Regions from separate parts of the Mus musculus genome. Here region 2 is linked to region 1. A link is a contact called in public promoter capture Hi-C data. All regions are on one chromosome and are shown on one strand. Each heading gives the region's core, a stretch centred on a gene start, on an enhancer-like site or on the middle of the called end of the contact. The rest is flanking DNA. Distances are from core to core; before and after follow the strand shown. Region 1 holds the start of Cyp17a1 (cytochrome P450, family 17, subfamily a, polypeptide 1). Region 2 holds the start of Calhm2 (calcium homeostasis modulator family member 2).

Region 1 (5,403 bases), core at 1,782-4,281:
TAAAGTTATATCAGCTTTATATTAATTGGTGATATTGTGATGAGATCTTGGGGATGAGCAAGAAAGGAAAAAATATGTTTACATAGTGATGTGTTTGTTTGTGTGTCAAGTTGTCAAGAGGTCAATTGTGCTTGTTGGTTCTTGCCAACTTGACACAAACATGGACATATCTGGAAAACAAGGAACCCCAGCTAAGAAATTGCCTCATCAGATTGGCCAGGAGGCAAGTGTGTAGCAACATTTTCTTGATTAATCATTTCGTGGGAGGGCACAGCTCACTCAGGTGTACCACCCATGGATAAGTGGTATGGGTTATGTAGGAAGGCAAAAGGAGCAAGCCGGCAAGCATCCCTGCTCCATGATCTCTGCTTCAGTCGCTGCCTCCAGGTTGCTGCCTTGGCTTCTCTGACCGTGACCGTGACCGTGACCGTGACCTGAAATGTGTGCACCAAATAACTCCGTTCCTCTTCAAGTTGCCTTTGGTCACGGCCTTTCTGACAGCAGTAGCAACTGAACTAAAATGAGGACAAGTAGCAGGTTCATCATAGACAGAAAGTAGTTTAGAAGCATCCAGATCTGGAGGGGAAGGTTGGGGAGTTATTGCTTAATGGCTCCAGTGTCTGCCTGGAGTGGGGAAAGCGTTGGAAGTGGTTCATGCTTATGGGTAACGTTGTGTCCTAGCTCTGCTCCTCCCTGCTCCAGAGACAGCCGCATCTTCTTGTGCAGTGCCAGTCTCATCCTGTAGACAAAAATAGTGAAAGTCGGTGTGAACGGATTTGGCTGTATTAGGCACCTGGTTACCAGGACTGCCATCTGCTCTCCACTTTGCAAAGTGGAGGTTGTTGCCATCAATGACCCCTTCATTGACCTCAACTACATGGTCTACATGTTCCAGAACGACTCCACCCATGGCAAATTCAACGGCACAGTCAAGGCCGAGAATGGGAAGTTTGTCATCAACGGGAAGCCCATCACCATCTTCCAGGAGCAAGACCCTGCTAACAGCAAATGGGGGTGATGCTGGTGCTGAGTATGTCGAGGAGTCTATTGGCATCTTCACCACCATGGAGAAGGCTGGGGCCCATTTGAAGGGTGGGGCCCAAAGGTCATCATTTCTGCCCCTTCTGCAGATACCCCCATGTTTGTGATGGGTGTGAACCATGAGAAATATGACAACTAACTCAAGATTGTCAGCAATGCATCCTGCACCACCAACTGCTTAGCCCCCCTGGTCAAATTCATCCATGACAACTTTGACATTGTGGAAGGGCTCATGACCACGGTCCATGCCACCATGCCACTCAGAAAACTGTGGATGGCCCCTCTGGAAAGCTGTGGCATGATGGCAATGGGGCTGCTCAGAATATTATCCCTGCATCCACTGGTGCTGCCAAGGCTGTGGGTAAGGTCATCCCAGAGCTGAATGGGAAGCTCTCTGGCATGGCCTTCCGTGTTCCTACCCCCAATGTATCCATTGTGGATCTGACATGCCGCCTGGAGAAACCTGCCAAGTATGATGACATCAAGAAGATGCTGAAGGAGGCATCTGAGGGCCCACTGAAGGGCATCCTGGGCTACACTGAGGACCAGGTTGTCTCCTGCCACTTCAATAGCAACTCCCACTCTTCCACCTTTGGTGTTGGGGCTGGCATTGCTCTCAATGACAACTTTGTAAAGGTCATTTCCTGGTAAGAAAATGAATATGGCTACAGCAACAGGGTGGTGGACCTCATGGCCTACATGGCCTTCAAGGAGTAAGAAACCCTGGACCACCCACCCCAGCAAGGACACTGAGAGCAAGAGAGAGGCCCTCGGTTGCTGAGGAGTCCCTAGCCCAACTCTGAGCATCTCCCTCACAATTTCCATCCCAGACCCCCATAATAACAGGAGGGGCCTAGGGAGCCCTCCCTACCCTCTTGAATACCATCAATAAAATTCGCTGCACAATACATATATATATATATATATATATATATATATATATATATATACGCCTAAAATGTAAACTTTTGCTGTTGATCTTGAGTGGGCCATAGTGTTTTATAGCCCAGGGTGACTTCAGACTTCCTATGAAACTGAGGCTGGCCCAACCCTCCTGTGTCTGCTGGGATTACAGCTGAGTATTGGCATTGCCGTCCCTAAAATGTACCTTTAAAAATGATTAAAGAGGCAGAGAGATGGCTCAAATGTAATAAATTTTTAAAATGACAATTAAAATGTTACTCTGTAATTTTTGTGTTTAAGATACTAGTTAGATATTTTATATGATTTTTAACTAGTGTTTTATTATTTTATAGGCATGAGTGTTTTACCTGCATGTATGTATGCAGACCGTGTGTGTTGGGGGTGCTTTCAGGGGCCAGAAGGTGCTTTCCTGGAACCAGAGGTACAGAAAGTTGTGAGCTACCATGTCAGTGCTGGGAATCTAACCTGGGTCTTCTGGAAGAGCAACGAGGCATCTTGACTGCTGAGCCATCTCTCCAGCTCTTAGTTAAAGTATTTTAAATGATGCATTTTACGTTTTATACATAGTAACATGACAAAATCATTTATTTCCAGAAAATATTAAATAGCCCATTCAAGAGAATGTACCTAGAAAGTAACCAAGCTATTTGAACAGAGACCTGCAATGGCCCTTGAGCTGATGTTCTGTGTACCTGAAAGCCTATGACTTCTGGATTCTTATCATCACTGCCTTGTGTGACCTTATGCAAACTAACCCTAAAAGACCTCTCTCTCCTCAACTATCAGATAATAAGACTGAAGTCTCTTTGACAGCTTTGGCTAGCTGCAACCTGATGACATTAATTATTAACTGTGCAGCACTTTTGACATTACAGCACGCACTCTGAAACCTTGATCTTAATCTGATAGCATTTGCCTCTGGGAGGATCCATAGCGCAGAAGCCCCAGGGAGATGACCAACTCTCTGCTCTTTAGCCAGCTCCTCCTCCAGGAGTTCGTCCTTAATCTGAGCCAGCCCTTGTGGAGGCCAAATTCCCTCTCCTCTCCCTTTTCTGGGTGAGGACTCAGGCTTGGAGACACTCCAGGATAAACTTCTGCAGGCCAAGAGATAACACGTCTTCAAGGTGACAATCAGAAACGCCTTTTAAAAGTTCTCCTTCTCTGCTGAAATTGCTGTAGCTTCTCCACTCCACAGCTGGCCATCTGCCTACACCTGGCTGCCATGTGGGAACTTGTGGGTCTCTTGCTGCTCATCCTGGCCTATTTCTTTTGGCCCAAGTCAAAGACACCTAATGCCAAGTTCCCCAGGAGCCTTCCATTCCTGCCCCTGGTGGGTAGTCTACCGTTTCTCCCCAGACGTGGTCATATGCATGCCAACTTCTTCAAGCTGCAGGAAAAGTATGGTCCCATCTATTCTCTTCGCCTGGGTACCACAACTGCAGTGATTGTCGGTCACTATCAGCTGGCCAGAGAAGTGCTCGTGAAGAAGGGGAAAGAATTCTCTGGTCGGCCCCAGATGGTAAGCAGTGCCAACCCTCCTCTTCCTCGGTCCCTGGGGTTGTACAGTTCTTATTTCTTTCAAAATCAGACTTGTGGGACTGCTCCCTCAAGACCCTACCGAACCTCTAAACTGGGAAGGAGGAATTAACGGGAAAACCCTTGAATGGCTTGTCTAGCAAGATGGTGCAGGGACCTGCAGAGCTGAGAAGCCTGTATGCCACTCACCTTCCCCTCTATGATACGATAATCATTCTAGAATATCCAGGCAAAGCCTTTAGCCCAGACCCAGAGCTAAAGTTCTCTATAAGTGTGACATTGTTGGGAAATAGGGCAGTGATTGCATCCTCCACCAGAAGATGCTTGGAGAAGCGGCTGGCATCATGGAGGGCTAGGACTGCAGTTTCTCTTATATGGCTTTGGCTCACAGATAGCTGGGGGAATATTACAGGGGGAGAGGGGACAAGGGACAGGGACATACAGTAGTATCTTGGGGCATCTGTTCTCATTTGTGCTGACTGTTGAGTAGCCATCCTACAAACACCACCTGTGCTCCCATGACCCTGTTGCAAGTGTTCCCCTGGGTACCCCGATAGAGGACGACCAGCCTCAGCTTTTAACAGGCCAAAACAAATTCCTTTTCCATGCGCTGGTCAGCCAGCGTGGCTGCCCAACTGCCAGGCTCTCTCAGGTTTGGGTTCCTCTCAGAAGCAAAGGAATAAACTGGGCCAGGTGACGGCAGCACACGCCTTTAAGGCTAGCACTTGGGAGGCAGAGGCAGAGGCAGGTAAATCTCTGGGTTTGAGGGCAGCCTGGTCTTGCCAATGCTATACGGGGAGAAGGAAGGAAGGAAGGAAGGAAGGAAGGAAGGAAGGAAGGAAGGGAATAAAACCATCACCACCACCCTGTGAATAAGAGACTAGCCTGGTGGGTTTTGGGGAGAGTCGGGGATGGAGAATGAAGACTTAGACCCTTGTGTTTTGTAGATGGCATCTTTTAGAGATGATAGCTCAAGCTTAAGTCCAACCTGGGAGGATCAAACATCTGCTGTCTCCAAATGAGGATCTGAGGCTGGGTGCACAGGCCAGCAAGTATGGCTTTAGCAGCCTGGTGGTTGGGGACAAAAATAGAGCTGTCTTGGAAGTCTCTCAGTCTCCTCGTCCCTAGGACAGACTCACCTAGCTCATCCCACCCATAGCTGACTCTCCAGGTCAAAAATTGAACTAGAGAGTCCCAGAGGGCACCCTACTAATGACCTGAACCCCAGGGCTCTTGCATTCAAATCCAGGGTTCTTTCTGTCTCCTCGCTCTACTGCCTTTCATGGAACTTTAGTGAGGACTTTGGGGCGTCCTACTAAGTAAGAGAGGCATAGGGATCTCACAGCACTCATCAGGACTGCAGATAGATAGATGGAGAAGCCTGAGAGTTCCGGGAGTTTGCCTGATAATGCCTACAGCCTTGCCTGCTCTCCAAAGGTGACTCTAGGCCTCTTGTCGGACCAAGGAAAAGGCGTCGCCTTTGCGGATAGTAGTAGCTCCTGGCAGCTGCACCGGAAGCTGGTATTCAGCACCTTTTCCCTGTTCAGGGATGACCAGAAACTGGAGAAGATGAGTGAGTGAAAGGCTAACCCTTAGGGCTAGGGGGCTGGGGAAGGATGCTGGGCGGCTGGGTGCAGCCATTTCTTAGCGGCTGCTGCCATCAAGTGGCCATCAGCTCTCTATGCCTATCCCTGGATAAGACCTTGGCCAGAGGCGACAGCGTTGACTGATCCCTCCTCTTCACTTTCCTCCCTCTTGTCAGTATGTCAGGAAGCCAACTCACTGTGTGACTTGATACTTACATACGACGGGGAGTCCCGAGATCTGTCTACGCTCATCTTCAAGTCAGTAATCAATATCATCTGTACCATCTGCTTCAACATCTCTTTTGAGAACAAGGAT
Region 2 (5,656 bases), core at 98-2,597, 470 kb before region 1:
AAAACAAGCTTGGGGAACAGCCAGGGGCTTTACCTTCCAGGGAGAAACATTCTAAGTCGGGGTCTCACACACCATGCGTAAAAGCGTGTGGCACGCAGCAGACACTTGGAGCTGTGTGGTTAAGGTGCTCATTCCTTTCGGAACTCATGACTGCTTGCTCTCCTCTCCCCTGAACCCGACCAAGGGATGGGACAGGACAGGAATACTTAGCTGCTGTCTTGTCCAAGAAAAGAAAGTAGAAGTGCAGACAGTTTCTTGTTTCCTGGCCCCATCTTCCAGCCCCTTGGCCTGCCTATCTCAGAGCCCACCTCCACTCTCAGCTGGGACCCAGGTGCCACAGGGAACAGGAAGTTGAACTTAACCCCAGATCCGAATAAAGGGACCAAATGAATACAGACCAAGTGTGTGTGTGTGTGTGTGTGTGTGTGTGTGTGTGTGTGTGTGTGCACGCGTGCACTTGCAGGGTGGGGTGGGGCACCCACAGGGGATAAGGTGCCAGAAAGTGCTCAGAGGAACAGACGTGAGGGAAGCTTTGGTGAGACCTAACTCCAGAGTGGTGGGAGCTCAGGCAAGTCCCCCACCCTGTAAAGTGCTTCTTGGAAAGGCACGGGTACCGATTGCTCTCCATTTATCCCTGCTACACAGACAAGCCAGACTCAGGAGGGTGTGGCTTGTCCCTGCTCAGTGTGAATCCCACTGTCCCAGCCCTGGAGAGCTGATGGCCGTGAAGGCTATCTCTCCCAATCTTAGGAGCCACTGAGGCCATCTTGACACTCTCCCTGTCAGTGGACTTGACTCATGACTTGTGAGCTCCCAGAGACGACTCTAGGGGCAGGCGGTGCAGTTTAAGAGATCCTGTCTCCCTTTAATTTCTACCTAAGACCAGCCTCTGCCTTAGGAGTTCTAGATACCCAGATGGGGACAGTACCTAGGAGTTAGATGGACTATGATGGGAAGGTCCTCTTCTGGGGATGGCAGGTACAGGCAAAGGCAGGATGCGCAGAGAGAGGAGGGGAGGAGGGGACCAGGGTCTTGACCAGGAGTTTGCAATCTGGAGCATCACCATCAATCCTGAACACCCACCTCTCCCCTGACTCTGCAGGGAACTCCTCCCGCAGCTTCTGCCAGGTGGGTGTCAAGTACGGGGGATGTTCTTCTAACTGGCCTGGAGGGCAAGCCTAGGCAAGATCTCCTTGAGGGCCCTGCCTGGCAACTGCCTAGACCTTCCCAGATGGCCCCCGAGGGGTGCTCAGGGTAGAGTCAAGGCAGGGCCAGTAGGGCCAGCCACAGCGGGCCCAGAGGCGGGCTGGGACAGGACGCAGCATCGGAGACCGCTTCTCCACTTCCTCTGTTTCTGCCTCGCGCCGCCCTCAGCAGCCCTCCCTCTTCTGCCTGGCGCCAGGAGGCTGTTTTTCCATTCTCTGGCTAGAAAGTTCCACGCCACTGTTTCTTTCTCTCTCTTTTCTGGAGTTAAATTTGTCTGCAGATGCCTGCACTTCATCTGTAGACGCCTCCAGTTAAGTTTGTTTGTAACTGGGCCCAAAGCTCCGTTGCGTTGCGTTCAAACGCTGGGCCCGGATCCTACGCGGACCTGGGTGCAAAAGCAAAGCCGGCAGTGAACCCCGTGAGGCCACTTTGCCTCGCGGTCAGGAGCACCTTCCCAGTGTCTGCGGGAGCCCACACTGCTGTCAATCCATCAGGAATCCAAGGCCACGGGGGCCTGCAACCAGCCCTAGGTAAGGAGGGGCCCTTTCCTGGAGTGTGCAGCTGTTAAAGGAGCCGGCAGCCTCTAGAGACTATCTGGAGGGAACTCCGGGAAGAACACGGAAATGATGCTTCCCCCACCCCCAGCTGTCTGTCTCCTGTCCTTGGGAAGAGCCCCCCCCCCCCCCATGATAATCTCAGAGGATGGCCGGGTCCCAGCTCTGCTCCATCCCTATGCTATCTGTCAGGCACTGTGTTCCCCATGTGAGGGTGGGTTTAGGATCCCAAGACCACCCCAAGGAGCAAATGGGTGCCTAGCAGCCAAGAAGGGAGGGAGGGAGAAGATGGAGTTGCCTGTTAGCCTGTTTATGGCCAGCAACAGGACAAAGTTCTTTCCTTGTGGGATTATTTAGAAGCTCTGGGCTCTGAACCGGGGAGTCAGACAGTCCTCCCTCCTCCCAGAGCCCACATGGCTCTGCCTGTGCCAGATGGCATCCTCGGCAGAGGCGGCAACAGGAAAAGAGAAGTGAATATAACCCAGAAAGACTTAGCACAGGCTTCCCCTATCTCTCTCCACAGCCTGACCTCTCTCCACTCACAGGCTTCATCTGGCTTGGAGAGCTGTTTCTTTTGGTGTCCCCCCCACCGCACCCCACCCCACCCAGTGCCTGTTCTCCTGATGGGGGTGGACATGGGGCCACACCCTGACTGTCTCTCTGGCTGTATGGGTGGAGTCTGGGAAGGGAATTGGGGCTAAACTTCCAAAGAGCCTGAGGCCATGGCCTCTTCTGGCACAGAGCCATCTCTGCTGAGGTCATGAAGCAGAAGAGGGCAGATAAGTACAGCGAGCCTGAAACCCCGCTGAAGCTACCTGTGGCTCCTTGGGGCAGAGATTCTGCAGGCTGCTGCATGGAGAAAGCAATAAGGAGAGCAAGGTCTGGAGGCCATGAACAGAGGGAGCTAGTTTAGCTCTGACACATTGTGTCCACTTTCTAAGTATTCTCAAGTCATGGTCAAAATCTCAGCTGGCTCCTCTGGATTTGTCTGGCCTCAGGCAAGACACCCTGTCCCCTTGATTTTCCCGTCTTTGGCATCAGGAGAAGCATCCTCGGTAGAACTGGTGGCATAAGAGTTTCAGATGTTGAACTGCCTACTCTGTGACATCATTTGTGGTCCCTAACATTCCTAGGAAGAGATTAGGATCACAATGATTTATCCGTATCCTTGTCTGGGGAAAACACATGAAGTGTGTTGAGACTCTGAGGTCTCCAAAATAAAGGGGTTTTGTGCACCCAAGGGTGTTGGCATCTTGTTTCAGGCTTGTCACTGGTCCAGGGGTCTGGTCTCCACCAGACCCGGTCTATCCTTTGTCCACTAGGACAGCCCCTGTAGCTTTGATACTTGTACCATACTCTCCAAATTGTTCCAAATCCCAAAGGGATCCATCCCATCTGGCCTAACACCACCGGTCATTATTAATCCTCCCCGGGGAGAAGAGGGTAGTGGCAAAAGGACTGTAAAGTATTCAAAGCAGGCAGACCTGGTCTTGAATCTGAGGTCTGTCATTTATTTATACATGGCCCTGGCCAGGGGCTTACGCTCAGGAAGCCACATCCTTCACTGTGCTTGAGGTGGGGGTTGCACAAGGATGCCAGGGGGATACCAAGGAAAGCATGCAAAGATTCGTTGAGGATGGGCAACATCCACTGAGAGCACCTGGTACCCGGCAAGAACTTAGGCAACCATGGCTATCACCATTGCTGTAGAGGCCCATGCACGCCCCCTCCTTCTCTGCCTGCTTGGCCACAGCAGCACTGTGTTCACAGCCTGTGTTCAGAGGCAAGCATTTATCGCTCATCTGTGTTTCACAGGAAGCACCAGTTCAGCCACTGCAGGAGCTAAAATGGCATGATCATGCTCTGCTGTCAGCTGTCCTCCGGCCTGCTGCGCGCCTTACTAGTCTCACCAGAAGCCCTCAGTTCTGCCCTCTTCTGCCTCCTCCTGCGCATCCCATCCCCGGCCCGCCAGTCACCATGGCGGCCTTGATTGCAGAGAACTTCCGCTTCCTGTCTCTCTTCTTCAAGAGCAAGGATGTGATGATTTTCAATGGGCTGGTGGCCCTGGGCACGGTGGGCAGTCAGGAGCTGTTCTCAGTGGTGGCCTTCCACTGTCCCTGCTCACCCGCCCGGAACTACCTGTATGGACTGACAGCAATTGGCGTGCCTGCGCTGGCCCTCTTCCTTATCGGAGTCATTCTCAACAACCACACTTGGAACCTAGTCGCCGAGTGCCAGTACCGGAGGGCCAAGAACTGCTCCGCGGCCCCCAACTTCCTCCTCCTAAGCTCAATCCTGGGCCGTGCAGCTGTGGCTCCAGTCACCTGGTCTGTCATCTCCCTGCTCCGAGGGGAGGCCTATGTCTGTGCTCTCAGTGAGTTTGTGGACCCCTCCTCGCTCACAGCTGGGGATAAAGGCTTCCCCCCAGCCCATGCTACGGAGGTCCTAGCCAGGTTCCCTTGTGGAGAGGGCCCCGCCAACCTATCGAGCTTCCGAGAGGAGGTCAGCCGCAGGCTCAAGTATGAGTCTCAGGTAAGGAGCTGTGTGGCCACTGATGGGGTGGTACTCGATAGGATGGTACAGCGTTTGAGAATGAGCACCTGTCCGAGGAAGCACAGACTCACCCGTGTCAGGCATCAGCAGATTGACCTGTGGCTTAGAGTTACGGGGGGCAAGGGTCAGCTCATCACAAGTGTGTCTCTGATGTGTCTTTAGGTGCTGGGGATTGAATCCTAGACCACATGAATGTCAAGCATGAGCTGCCGCTAAGCTCCACTTTCATCCCTTAGAGATGGTTTTGAGCATTAAGGAAACACCACCTAGAATCGCAGAGAGAACATCCCATATCCCATAATACCCAGGACCATTCCCAATCTACCTAGTGAGGTCATCTTTACCCTAGCTTGACTGAGCATGGTCCCTGTAGGCCACCTCACAAATACCTGCTGTGGGCTTTTGAGTTGATAGCAGAGCTGGCTGACCCCAGGGATGAAGGCATCTCTGTCCCAGTAACTGAGTCAGCGTCACTCTTTGGAACAGGCCAGGGAGGGACAGGCTACTGCTGTTGGGCCTAGCTGTAGCCTCCCCTGCAACCATGTTTGGTGGTGGGTCAAGGGTCAAAAGAATGGTTAGAAGCAGCAATCTGAACTGAGGATGAGGGAGGCAGGAGGGAGCCCAAGATTCTCTAAAGGGACTTGAAAACACGAGACAACTAAAGCTAGAGGCTGGAGAGAAGACTCCTAAGTTCAGTTCTCAGCACTCACATGGTAGCACACAACCATCTGTAATTCCAGTTCCGAGTGGGCACCATGCACACACATAGTGTACAGACATAGGTGCAGGCAAAACACTCATATACGTTAACGAAGGAAGAAAGGAAAGGAGGGAGGGAGGGAGGGAGGGAGAAAGAAAGAAAGAAAGAAAGAGAGAGAGAGAGAGAGAGAGAGAGAAAGAGAGAGAGAGAGAGAGAGAAAGAAAGAAAGAAAGAAAGAAAGAAAGAAAGAAAGAAAGAAAGAAGGAAGGAAAGAAAGAAGGAAAGGAAGAAAAAGAAAGGGAAGGAAGGAAAGGAAGAAAAAGAAAGGAAGGAAGGAAGTAGGGAGGGAAGAAGAGAAGGGAGAGAGAAGAAAAGAGAGATCAAACCTAAGCTAGCTGCCTGCACTGCATCTTGCCTGTAATCCAGCATTAGGGAAGTAAGTGGGAAGGCCTGGAGTTCAGGGTCATTTTTAGCTACACAGGACACTAAAGACCATTGTCTCAGTGAACAGTAGTAGTTAAGACTGAGAGAGTATTGCTCTTACAGAGAGGATCTGAGTTCAATTCCCAGCACCGCCAGGCGGCTCACAGCTACTTGTTCACTCCAGCTCCAGGAGTCTGATGCCCTCTTTTGGACTCTGTGC

The links. Promoter capture Hi-C pulls out the DNA fragments that hold promoters and counts their contacts.
Region 2: a contact with region 1 is called in a promoter capture Hi-C map of the HPC-7 cell line. The contact joins the promoter of Calhm2 here to the promoter of Cyp17a1 in region 1. A contact is called at or near these places in 9 of 39 promoter capture datasets (the 3T3-L1 cell line, the HPC-7 cell line, cranial neural crest and 5 more), 1 of 115 datasets of contacts at active chromatin or transcription factors (embryonic stem cells) and 3 of 9 other capture datasets (adipose tissue, embryonic stem cells and liver).

What each region holds. Positions count from the first base shown.
Region 1 is chr19:46,670,628-46,676,030 of GRCm38.p6, reverse strand. Cyp17a1 (cytochrome P450, family 17, subfamily a, polypeptide 1) reads left to right here and starts at 3,031. Exons shown (of 8, transcript NM_007809.3): 1 at 3,031-3,484; 2 at 4,939-5,074; 3 at 5,264-5,403. The coding sequence starts at 3,188. Gm41857 (predicted gene, 41857) reads right to left here. Exons shown (of 2, transcript NR_166896.1): 2 at 1-739. It also overlaps the pseudogene Gm6967. RefSeq lists a cis regulatory region at 2,791-2,890 and a promoter at 2,114-3,163.
Region 2 is chr19:47,133,985-47,139,640 of GRCm38.p6, reverse strand. It overlaps Calhm2 (calcium homeostasis modulator family member 2), which reads left to right and starts at 1,347. Exons shown (of 3, transcript NM_133746.5): 1 at 1,347-1,736; 2 at 3,576-4,292. The coding sequence starts at 3,738.